Regions from separate parts of the Ovis aries genome. Here region 2 is linked to region 1. A link is a contact called in public Hi-C data. All regions are on one chromosome and are shown on one strand. Each heading gives the region's core, a stretch centred on a gene start, on an enhancer-like site or on the middle of the called end of the contact. The rest is flanking DNA. Distances are from core to core; before and after follow the strand shown.

Region 1 (6,223 bases), core at 1,490-3,989:
GCGGGGTGGGGGGAGGTGGGGAGTGAGCGCAGTGGCCTCTCTCCTCTTCCCCTCCCCCCAGCCGGCTCTTTGTCACGGAACGCCCGGCGAAAGCCCGCGCCAGCACCCGCACCACCCCGGGCGCCTACGACCCCCAGACCGGGGACGTGCGCTATTGATACGCCGCACACCGACAGGGCCTCCCGCGCCGCCGATCGAGGTGCGGTCTGCGGGGTAAACGGGCGAAGGCGCGCGGCGCCGCTGCGCTCCTGGGTTCCCACCGCCCGCCCCACCCCGCACACGCGCGCAACCCAAACCAGGGCGGCGCGGCGGGGGAGGGGGCTGCAGACACCTTTCCTAAACTTCCGGCTCCCAACCCCCCTCCCCCCCCCCCCCCGCCCCAACCCCGAAAGGAAAGCCAAAGAACCGGAGAGTGGAGATGGGAGAAAGGATTCCACCCTCAGGGTTAGGGGGTGGGAACTGCCCCTTCCTCCCGAGAAGTTAAGCCATTGGCTGCTCCTCCTACCTCGAACCCACCCACCCAGCCATTTAAGCCTCTTTCACCTCCCCACTACCTTCCACTCCTCCAGGCTTATCAGAAAGGCCCGGAAAGTTGGTGGGGAACGGGGCGGGAGACAGAAGCGGAGAAAGCTCCGTGCAAGCAAGTTTAAGAGGAGGAGGGGAGAGACTCCCCCTTGCGGAGTTGCGTGACGGGGACTCTCGGCGCAAGCCCAGGGAGTCTTTCTCCCCTCCCGCCCCGGCGAGCCGCTCCTGTCTCGACCCTCGGGGCCGCTCCACCTGCCGGGCCAGCTGCGGGTCTCGAACCGCGAGGGAGCGCACCCGCGCCCCGCATCCGCGCGCGCCCTCACCGACGCGCGCGCGGGCGCGCATCCACCCTCGCTTGTTTCTCACCCACTTCAAAGTTCATTCACAAAACTCTTAGACTTTCTCAGCCCAAAGGGGGTGAGCCGGGGAGAGGAGGCGAGAGCATCTCCATCCCTCCTCCTCCCCACGGGGTTCGAGAGCCTGGTGCCCGCCCAGAATCTGCGACAGCATCAATTCCTCCCTACACTCGGCGGATGTGCTGAGCGGGGTGGGCGAAGGGGGACGGGTCTGGGGAGCCCAGGCGGCGAGGTGAGGGATGGGGTAGGGAGCGGTGAGGAGGAGGAGCGAGGTTTCAACTCGGTACACTCTTTCACATCGGTATCTAAGAAAGGGAGAGGGGGGTAAAACTTTTCCAGTGCCTTACTCCGACGCTCCTCTAGGCTCCCTCCTCCCCTTGCAGTCGTGACTGGCTTCCCCTCCTCTCGCCCCGTCTTCCCCAAATCTGACAACCCTGACAGATTAACAGGTAGCGGCGACGGCAGCTTTAGCTCAAAAAAGTTGACGTTAACCCTTCGGCTTCAGCCCACCTCGCCCGCCGTGCAAATCAGATCCCCGCGCCCCCTTGTTAAGAAGCTCCACGCGCCCCCCCTCTCATGCGCGCGCCCCGTGCCCGCTGCCAGCGCGCCCTCACCATGATCAGCGTGTGGTTCCTCTGCTCCGCCGAGGCAGCCTCCGCATCTTGCTGGGGTTTGCTCTGGTGCTGTTGCTTGCCGGCGCCGGCGCCAGATTTCTTGGCCCTCTGCTCCAAGGTCCGCTGGTAGAGGTTCACGGTGTCCCGGCGCTCCAGCTCCAGCTGCTCCACCTGAGCCTGCTGGTACCTGTTCTCGCAGTTGACGTGGTGCCGCCGGCAGCCCTCGATGCGCTGGCGGAGCCGCTCCACCACCGTGCTGTGCTTGGGGACGGCCGCCGGTCCGCCGCCCGGGCCCCCGGAGCCGCCGGTGCCGCAGCCGGCAGCCGGGTGATTGCTACACGGAGCAGCGGGAGTACTATTGGGAGTATTATTCACACCGATCCCGGCCCCGCCGAGGCTGCTGTTCAGGCTACTGTTGATGCAAATACTACTGCCATTCGCGGCAGCAGCGGGGGCTGCGAAATCCCCCATCCTGCTCCCCGGGCACACTATTTTGGAAGAACTTTTTTTATCCACCCCCTATCAGCCTCCTCCTTGGGTCCAAGGATTAAAATAGTTTAAGTGGAACGCGGGGGAGACGCAAGCACATGGATGGAAACAGCGATCCCGACCGGGCGAAAAAAAAAAGGGGGGGGGGAGAGATTTTGGGGTGGTTTTTTTGTTTCCTTTTTTTAAACTGTAAAGCTCGAGGGGAAAAAAGGGGGGGGTGTTATCAGAATACCATCAGACACCTATCAACAAAAAGAATCACAACAAACTGAGCCAGCAGCAAATCGGGTTGCAACTCAAGGGAAGATCCGCTCTGCGCCTGCCTTCTTTTCATAATCCATTATTTTCTAATAAATTCCAAGAGATTTCCGGTGGTTGGCAAGCATTTTCTCCCTACGTACCGAAAAACACAACCCATGTACACACACAAGCATATGCTTCAGTGCGGACACGCGCGACACACACTCACTCCACGCCGCATCGGAAAACGGCAAGCTTGCTTATTGCATTTTCCTTCCACAAAAAAGTTTTGGTGTTTATGCCGCCCCGTGTTCTCAAAGTACTTTGGCTGCTCAGCTGCATTTCACAGGAACCTAGATATCGAATCCTCGGGCTGGGGGAAGTAAACACATGGACAGTCCGAGGCGACTGCAAAAGTAGATCGGTGAAGTCCTTTGCAAAACGCCGCGCGGAGAGCAGCCCCTAACGCTCGGCTGGGCTGCCGCTGCCGCCGCTGCTCCTGCCACCATCACAATGATCAACTGCTCGCCGCCGCCGCCGCCGCCGCCGCCGCCTCCTCCTCCTCCTCTCGCTCCTCCACCTCCTCCTCCTCCTCCATGCCAGCGGAGTGATATCAGGACGCGCGAGCTCAGTAAACACGGCAGCGGCGGCGGCTGGAGGCCGTGAGACAAGCCCGGGGACACGGCGCAAAACCCGGCCCGGACTCTCACCCGGCAGGAGCGGGCGCGGCGCGCACCGGCGCGCGGCACCCAGCTCCCGCCTCCCTCTGCTCTTCCTCCCCGCCCCTCGCACGCCCCCAGCCTCACTGCCACCCGGCCTGGGAAGTCGGCGCTGGCAGAAAAGAGAAAAAGATTCTGGGGGATCTCGGGAATTAATCAACTTTTGACCTGTGTGTGTATGTGTCTGTGTGTGTGTGTGCGCGCGCGTGCTCGCGCCTGGGTGTATGTGTGCGTGTGTGCACGCGCGGACTGCCGCGTGGACGCGCCTGGCTGGATTTCCTTATTCCGAGCGAGGTTATCAAGCGATCCCAAGTTGTTGATATACATTTATGCATATATTGCAGAACTGTGCATGACCAGGCAGAAACATTAAAGCTTCGCAGCAGTTGTCTGTCATCCATATCCATGTGGAAAGAAAAAGGCAAATAAGTGGCTTGTTTTTAAAATCCAGGTAGTAAGTCCTCGGTAGTAGTAACCCTACTTATGGACACTTTTTCAAACTCTAGGCCAATCTTAACACACAAAAGCGGAATTCTGAAGAAAAAGAAATAGGCAACAAAAAACTTGAAATGTTATTTGATTCGCTGTACATGATTGTTGTTATTAGGGCAGTTATTGTTTTACTTACCCTTGGGAAAAAAAATGAAATAAAGCAAGCAGGGACTTAGAGGTGAGACTAACAGTACATTTTAACAGACTGTTTTGAACACTAGGTGCTAATGACAGCAGTAATTAAGGGTCCTTCCTAAATCAAGTGGAAAGAGTGCAGATTTCATGGACTAAAACTATAGGAAAAACACAGCATTTCACAGTTTGTCATAAAACAAAAACAAGAAAAAATAACAGGCACACTTTATTGCTAGATATATTTCTTTCTGTTTAAATGAACTTACAATAAAGTACAATTAAAGTGGAATAGCACCCACAGAAAGTAACCCGGTCTTAACCCGTTGCATGTATACATAATTTTGAAACAATTTAAAATTGAGGAACAGTTTCTGTGATCATCAGTAGGAAAAAAATCTTGATTGCGAGCTGTTTGTAATAAGGTATTTTGTATTATCTCAATAAATCTTACAGAACTAGTTTTTTGGGTAAAAATACACCCCAGTTTTCTAAAATAGCCAGGAATAAAAGAACTTTGGATCTCATACATTAGTCATGAGATCTGATTTAAACCATCTTCATTTCTTGGCATTGCAGATTAGCATAGGATGCTATTTCTAACCTCATAATGTCAGCAATAAGAACCGATATTTTTCAATTAATCAGATCTATATGGTGAACTTTATCTTTCCCATCCTTTGGATTATAAGGTAAAATGGGCAGCAAAATACTGATTAGCATGTTGTGAGGTTACCTCTAAGTAGTGAAACCAATGTAAAGGAGTAGCTTTCACTGAAGTTGCCATACTTTTTCAGAGTGCTAGTTATTTAACATAAAATTTTCTGTGTCATAACTAACTACCCCTCCTTCACATCTGTTAGGAAATTAAACTTAAGTTCTGTAGCAAAAAAGTCAGTCCTAATTCTAAAAACATAGAGAAAATTGTAAGAAATTATAAGAAAATGACATCACGAAGTGGCCTTTGTCTATTTTACATGTGCAGTAAATAATATCTCTATTAATTCAGGAAACATATGGCTTCATTGCAGAGAGGAAGCTATGACTCCGCATTCATTCACTCTGTGCTCCTACCCCACCCATACAAGACTACAATTTGATTAACAGAGGCAGTGAGTTTGAGAAGCATTGAGGCTTCTGTCTGGAGACTTGGATTCTAATTCTAGCTTTTTTTCCTATGCCTTGGAATTTAACTTTTCATTAAGAGTTTGTCATTCTGGACAAAAAAAATCCCAACAATAGCAGCAAGATGCATTCCCATCAAGTTGTTCACCTCTCCTGATGAAAGGAATCCAAAAAATACACAAGAATTTGCATCCTTCCCTTTGGGGCATCAGCTGGTGGGGGAGCAGCACGCTTTGTGGCTTTATCCCAGAGGCCCTCAAAGGCCAGTAGAGCTACTCTTGCACGACCACAGTATAGCCTGTTGCCTGAGTTTAGTGCATGAGTGGACTGCAACACAAAAAAACGGCTGGCTGGCTGTTCGTGAGTATATGTACACGCATACACACATACACATACTGCACCCATCTCTTTTCTCATCAAGGTGGTGGGAGTGGCTGCCAGAAGCTCTAAGACCAATGTGTGGGGAAACGACTGTGAAACTGTGTGATGGCCAACGTGGGGAGAGCCTTTAAGGAAACTGACGTGTGCAGTAAGTTCTCTCCTGTGGCACACGTGAGGTCAGAAACCCCATCCTAACTGCAGGACGATTAGAAGAAAGCAGCAGGAAGTGAGCAAGATGTGAGTCTTCAGCAGCCTGGGCATACCCTGAATTAGAGGTGTCCATCTGGTCTAGTGACTTTAGAAGAAGTAAAGCCTTCTTTACCGGCTACCCCTGGGTTTGCATGGTATCTTCCTGGTCACCATCCTGAAGATCTGCTCAGAAGTCATAGAGAAGTCCAAGTTCTGGGGAAGTGATTTTAGTCCCTTCCTAAAGGACTAGTGCACACTCTGATGGTGTGACCAGCTTTATCTATTATGTGAGCCTGCTACAAAGCCAGACTTCTGGATGGGAGCTATGGACACATCATCAGTGCTGTTGCTCTAGAATGGCAAAGAAATCTGAGATGTCGTAGCAGTGACGAGAAAGAAATTACATGGTGTATCTGGATACGCTGATGCTATCTCCCGGGATGCCAAAGAGAAGAAGGGCTCCATGAAGAAGGACCTGTGCCAGGCTGTCCTGAGGCTATGGCTCTGAGCCAAAGCTGGCTCTGAGGTGTTAAACCAGGTTCCCTTTTCTTTAGGTCATCTCTGCATCATGCTCCCACATCCATCTGATAGGGTTCAGTGTCTCAGAGTCAAGAAAGAGGTCCTTGTGTAGAAACTCCAGTATATGGGCCACTTCTGCATCCCTGTTAATGTAGATCAATAGGTCATAATTGATCATAGATCAATAGCTTCATAATTGTCCCCTAGAGACTACTTGGTGACCGGGGTAAAGCAGGGATCCTCTGCTGCCTACCTACAGGAAAGTCAAGCTTTTTATGTGCCCACAGAGTGGGCCCAGGCAGTCCCAAATTACTAACCACACTGGGTTGCCCCCAACCATCTCACGAGAACTATCACTTCAGTAATTCCACAAATATAGTTATGGCCTGCCGTGTGTCAGCCACCGGCATAGTAGGCCCTGGGAATTCAGCATGGACAGTGT
Region 2 (6,379 bases), core at 3,134-5,633, 110 kb before region 1:
CAGTATTTCTCTTTCCAGGGATAATGCCTTTTAAAAAAGCAGAATCTGCCCTTTGTTCTGTTCCAATGCCTGCTTTTTAAAAACTCAGCAATCAATATATTGTGAACATCTTCCCAATCTCATTAAATATTCCTCTAAAATATAATTTGAATGGCGACACATAGTCCATTTTCTACATACACCGTGATTTCACAGAGCTAATCTGCTCCTGTCGGATATTTAGGCTGCCTCCAACTTTTTACTATGAAACACAACACAGCGATTGTGTAAAATGTGTATACTCTCTAATTTCTTGGAATAAATTTATAAAAACATGTACCGATTCTCTGTGATCCTGACTGTGACAACACTCAATGGGAACCTGGGGGCCGTCCTTGGATAGGTGTCTAGAGCATAATTTACCCATCATAAGAGCCTCTGAAGCACTGATGAGAGTAACTGAAGAGGTATAAACAATGGGCAAGGTCTTCATTTTATACGTCTAGACAACAGAACCACTTATCCCTTAATAGCTGTGCCCAAGCCTTCCAGAGTTCAGCAAAGCAATCTGTCTTGGCAGGTGAAGGAAAGAAGACTGTACATCAAGGGAGAGGAATTACGTGAATATTCTATATGCTTCCAAGCCCAACATTAAATAGAAAGGTCCTTCAAAAAGCCTTTGTGGTGTTCAGCCACTAAGCCGTGTCCAGCTCTTTTGTGACCCCATGGACTATAGCCCGCCAGGCTCCTCTGCCCATGGGATTTCCCAGGCAAGAATACTGGAGTGAGTAGCCATTTCCTTCTCCAGGGGATCTTTCCCATCCAGGAATCGAACCCAAGTCTCCTGCACCGGCAGGCAGATGCTTTTCCACTGAGCCACAAAAATCTTTGAGTGACTAATACAATGTGGGAGTTATTTTACGCTATTTTCCAAGTATTTCTAACTTGCTGTTTTTCAGGCACAGAGCAGAACTGCACTTCCTGGCCCTCCTCTGGTTAGATGGGATCTTGTGAGCAGTTCTGACCAATAAACTGAGAGCAGAGTGCCAGGTACCATTTCTGGGCCGGAACACTAAATTGCTGATGTTAAACCCTCTGGAAAACTCTCTTTCCTTTGGCACAACCACTGGTGTGAGACAGCCAAGAAGTTTCGTCAAGTATGAGTCCCTGACAAACAGTCTCTCTTCCCCCCACGCCCCTGCCCCAACAACAAACATGAGCAAGAATTAAAGTTTTGTTGCTTCAAAGCCTAAGATTTGGGGGCCATTTGTTACTATATCACCAACCACCCTTTCTTGATGAATAAATACAGTAACTGTTTTACCTAATTTCATTGTCTCATAATCTGATTTAAAATAGTCACATGAAATTCCATTCTTTTCTACATCTATAATTTGAAAACCTGGAGAGTCACAGACCTAATCTTTAAGGTTTCCTGGGCTTTATGATGTGATCATTCAAGGATGGTATTTCTAGTGCCTTTTGGGCACTTACGTTACATGCTTTGGGAAAGATGAAGACACAGCTGCAGCCCTGAGAAGCTTAAAATAAAGAGGGAAGGATACAGTTTCAGAATTTCTGTAAAAGAGGAATTTAGGGTTAGCAATTGGGATGCAAAGGGCACTTGGGAGACTAGCTTGAAGCTGTGTTTGCATAGCCAACACAGTCAGTGTGTAATTATATATTTATTTGAAGTGGCTTTGCAGGGAGGCTGAGGAGCAATACTGTAAAGTATCTAATGCCCTTCTCTGAGCTGACCTTGGCACCATCAAGGATACAGCAAGGACAACTCAAAGCAGATTGTGGAGAGCTTCTAAAGAAAGAGGCTGTGATGTTCAGAGGACTGGAAGACACAGTCTGAGTGGGAGACACAGAGAGAAAACGTTCACTGAGGACACCGTATTTGAGATGAGCTTTGGAGCCCGGATTTCCACAGGGAGAGACTGGAGGCAGAGAAGCCAGGCAGAAGGAAAGCCTAGCATAAGCAGAGGCACAGGGGCGAGAAAACAGAGGACATATTCAGAAAGTTATCCAGGGCGGAGAGAAGTCACAACTAAGGTCTAGAAAGTTCATTAGGTAAGTGCAGATTTGGGGAGAGACCACTGAGCGGCTGACACGGATTTGTGCTCCAAGGGCTCAGACAGGGAATTCCGGGCAGGAGGTGGGCGGGACCCCGGGATGTGAAGAGCAGGATCAAAGAGGAGGGAGGCAGGAAGCGGAAGCCCTGGTCCCTGGCAGGTTGACATGGCTGAAGCATGCCGCCTGCGTCTAAACAATGAAGGTGGTAAAGCAAGGGGGCTGCAACCCAGAGCGGGAGGCTCTAAGATGGACCTGGAGGGCGCTGTGTTTCCAGCTCAAAACTCTCAGCACAGGACTGAACATAAAACAGGCAAGCAGTAACTGAATAGCAGCTAACAATACTAACTCACTGACCAAATGAGGGGCAAGGCAGTTCTACAGGACAGGCTGGCCTGTTCCCCCACCCTCTTTTAACACCTCTGGCCACTTTTGAAGCTTTATTTTGTCACTGTGTCTCCCTTCCAAAACTGGGCACAAAGACGAAGGTTTCACTCGGATCTGAGCATTGGGCTACCTGTAAATAGTTCTAATTTAACCTGGTGTGTGTGTTAGTCGCTCAGTCGTGTCCAACTCTTTGCGACCCCATGGGCTGTAGCCCACCATGGAACTCTCCAGGTAAGAATACTGGAGTGGGTTACCATTTCTTTCTCCAGGGGATCTTCCCGACGCAGTATCAAACCCAGGTCTTCTGCATTGCAGGCAGATGCTTTACCTTCTGCGCTACTAGGTAAGCCTGGAGGAGACTGAAAATGAGTGAAATGTTGTCTGCAGATTATCTAGGAATTGTAGCTTTAAAAAGGATATGTGGGAATGTATAGACTGTTTTTTACAACATGATGATAAGAAAAAGGTAAACTCTTAAAAAGAAAAAAAACATTGCAGTTACTCGGCATTGGTGAAGGTTTTCACTGATAATTCCCTTTCAGTTAATCTGATCTCCCATGCTGCCCTTTATGAAACCATTTTAGCATTGTTTCAAAGGAAAAAAAAGACACAAAGACAAAAATTAGTAGAAGGGCTGGAAAAAGCAGGTGGAGTGGGAGGATAATGATCACTTTTCTGTATGATACTGAATAAGGAGACTGGATTTCTGGCCCAGAAAGTATTTCAAGTATGGAAGGACCATTTCTTGAGGGAAATGGGCAGTTTTAACCGCGAGTATCGTCCTTTTGATATCCCCCCAAAACACAAGCAGATCCAAGAATAGCTTACAGGAAACCACAACACTCTTCTTTACTGAGAAATAAACACAGGTTATTTTTTCCAAAGGCACATGAGCGCCCAAATAATAAGCCACCTCCAAAAGGTCGGGAGAAATTAGAACCTATCAGACAAAAGAACCAAAGGAAGTCCCCCCTATATCTGGACTTCACCTGGTTGCAAAAGCAATGGATGCCTATGCCATTCTTATCACCAAAGAGAGCAAAAATTTCTACGAGAACTTCACTGGAATCTGTTTTGTTCTGAGGTCAGATCTACAAAGCCATAATTACCCAGGTAACTTGGGTCTGACGCTACCCAAAATATCTAGGTAATTATAGGAGAAAGGTCATTTCCTCTCTATACTGGCAACTATACCTCTGGGTGTCTCCACTGGCAGTTATCCAGTTAAGAGCAGCCTTTCATTTCACTTTGTGCTTGTACAGACCCTGCCAAAGACGATGACATTCTAAAGGGGGGGGGGTGCGGATTTTGTTTTTAATTGCCTTTATAAATATTCCTCCTCTCTTGCTTGTTCCCTAGGACGATCTGATAAAATATCCTCTGCTCACTTGTACATTGAGGGAAAGGCATTCTGGACTGGGAGAATCCTGGGAGACAGAAAGGAAATGGAGAGGTGAAGAGGAAGAATGAACAGAGATCTGCAAAACTGTCGGGATTAAAAGATTCACCGTGATGAAGAGAGGGGGAGAGACAGAGGAGGAACGGACGTCTTATTCAGAGTTTGAGCTTTGACAACACAGGCAGTTTGGGGGCAGAAAGCCGCATAACTGCCCGTCTGTGATTGCTCAAGAGAAGCGCCCGTTCCTTTTCTTCACAAAGAAAAAATGGCATTTATCTCAAGTACAGCGAGGCATAGGAGGCTTCACCTCCCCCATCCTCTTTCTTCCCTCTTCCTCCTGCCGGCTCGTCTCCCTCACCGCCTCCCCTTCCTGTTGGAAAAGAAAAGGTGGGAGGGGAGTGGGAGGGGGAGGAGGACCCGCCGGCCACCGACAACACGGTGGGAGTCTCTTTTCTTCGGCTTTTACCAGCCTATGGGGGTCAGGATGCTATTGGTTCAGCTTTACGTGTGATCTGGTGCCTCTCACTTAGCAACAGCGAGCAGGGGAGGCAGGAAGCAACGCCACCTGGCTCCTGCGAGCGTGCGGATGGTTTAAAACAAGCCACTAGCTCAGAGGGAGACAGAAAAGGGGGGAGGGGGTGGAGAGAAAGAGAGCAGTCTGAGCTTAACATATTGCACCATTAGGAGCAAGGCTTAATCAGGGTGTTAACTACAACCAACCGGCAGGCACGGGGCGGGGAGAGCGGAGACTGGACAGGAGTTATTTTTAATGAGTATCTGGATATAAATCATATACAGAAAGCCTTCATGTATTTTTTTAAAAGGACAAATGACACTGTGCTGCCTGGGTGGTGGGTGGGGAGATAGATGGGGTTCTCTAGGCAAAAAAAAGGAGATAAGAGGAACCTAAAACTGTCCAGTGGGTTTCCTCGGTTTTATTTTGTTTTCACACCAGGGTGCTACTAGAAAAGGAAAAGGAAAATTGGGTGTACTTGAAAAAGCAATTGGCTATGTAATCCCAGGAATTTTTTTTTAATTAGTCAACAGTAGCTCTTTCTAAATCCTAAATTCCATTTTAGCATTTGAGAATTAACTTTCTGGAGTGGTAAGTGGCAAAAGAGAAGTACATCTCTGCTAGAGAGAGGTGGTTTTGGTTTTTTGTTTTTTTTTTGCCTTGCTTCCTTTGTGGTAAAGGGAAATTTCTGAGAAGGATGCCGATAGAAGTTCTGAAAGCTCACACTGCCTGGATATAACAGGGCCCAGGGCCAATAACAACAAGGAAATGTATTCCGCTGTCCCTTCTTTCATTTCTCTTAATAGAATTTTCCCTTCCCCTCCATCCCAGGTCCCCCACCAGACTTTAGAAGGATTATCTCACCTCCTTACCCATGTAAACTCAACCCACCCCATCACATCAAACAGCCTCGAAACTACAGATGGGAGAGTGTCTTTCGTCCCTTCTTAGAGAAAAATGGTGCCTTTCAGCATGGACTGGAGCCTTTCACTGGTGTCAACCCAGGCCCCTAGAGACAAGGACAAGCAGCCCAGAGGACACAGATGGACCTCTATCCACCCAAATAAACCAGACCCAATTAACCCCTTCAGCTCTGAGCAGTAAAAGCCACTGACTAGAGTGACACCTACTGCTCGGGGTGCAGCTGTACAATCTCCTATCACCGACCAGGTTCTCAAATTCTGCTCCACTGGGCGGGCTCCTCTGAACACGTTTCTCTCTCCTAGTAGCTGAATGAGGACATTTTCAGCTTCTCCTTCTTGGGCTGACCTCAGCATCTGTAACTCGGGACTCCTCAGGGTCTAGGGATCCTCAGCCCTGGGTTACAAAAGCTCCCAGGTATAAACTGACTCCACTTAGCAGTGATTCTACACAGGAGGGAGAGAAAGCAGTTTGATTAAGAGCCCACAACTCATTCAGAATCACTGCTAAGGTGAAATCGCTTTTATTAAGAATCCTCTTTGACACTTGACTACATTATCCTGGGGAAAATGAAACTTTTATCCAGTATCCATGGGATTTTACGCTACGGGGGAAAAACCTGACGGTGAAGGACTAGTGTGCTGTGTGTGTGTGGCCTGGTTGTTAAGTTGTGTCTGGCTCTTCGTGACCCCATGGACTGCAGCCCACCAAGCTTCTCTATCCATGGGATTTCCCAGGCCAGAACACTGGACTGGCTTGCCATTCCTTCTCCAAAGGATCTTCCTGACCTAGGGATCAAACCTGCATCTCCTGTGTCTCCTACATTGCAGGCAGATTCTTTACCACTGAGCCACCTGGTACAGAAAAGCATTTTACCAACCCACATTTCTTCTACTCTATGTGTTCAGTCAGATCCCAGAAATTCCCTTTCATTGGGAAAAAAAAGTCCATACAATTAATGAAAGTTATACTTTTCTGAAAGCATAGCAAAAATGCTATGTTAATGATGAAAATATCTATGTTATTATTCTTTTCTACAGTAAGGCCAAGAAACAATGTCACTAACAAAATCCATGATTTCTACCCAAATAGGCACTAAGTTA

Evidence for each region. A called contact is a pair of places that touch in the nucleus more often than the background predicts.
Region 2: a Hi-C map of hypothalamus shows a contact between it and region 1, with 4 times the contacts expected there. The contact joins the enhancer-like site here to the promoter of MAML3 in region 1. A contact is called at or near these places in 4 of 16 Hi-C or Micro-C datasets (blood and hypothalamus).

Annotation. Positions count from the first base shown.
Region 1 is chr17:17,632,940-17,639,162 of ARS-UI_Ramb_v3.0, reverse strand. MAML3 (mastermind like transcriptional coactivator 3) reads right to left here and starts at 2,739. Exons shown (of 5, transcript XM_042234330.2): 1 at 1,496-2,739. The coding sequence starts at 1,966.
Region 2 is chr17:17,739,820-17,746,198 of ARS-UI_Ramb_v3.0, reverse strand. The region is part of intron 1 of MAML3 (mastermind like transcriptional coactivator 3); the gene reads right to left. Among named protein-coding and RNA genes, the nearest start is that of TRNAC-GCA, 42 kb to the left of the region's middle. Within about 2 kb of position 4,383, at least 31 of the 54 cell types and tissues checked have an H3K27ac peak or open chromatin away from gene starts, as enhancers often do. A contact at or near this core is called in hypothalamus, where this site is marked.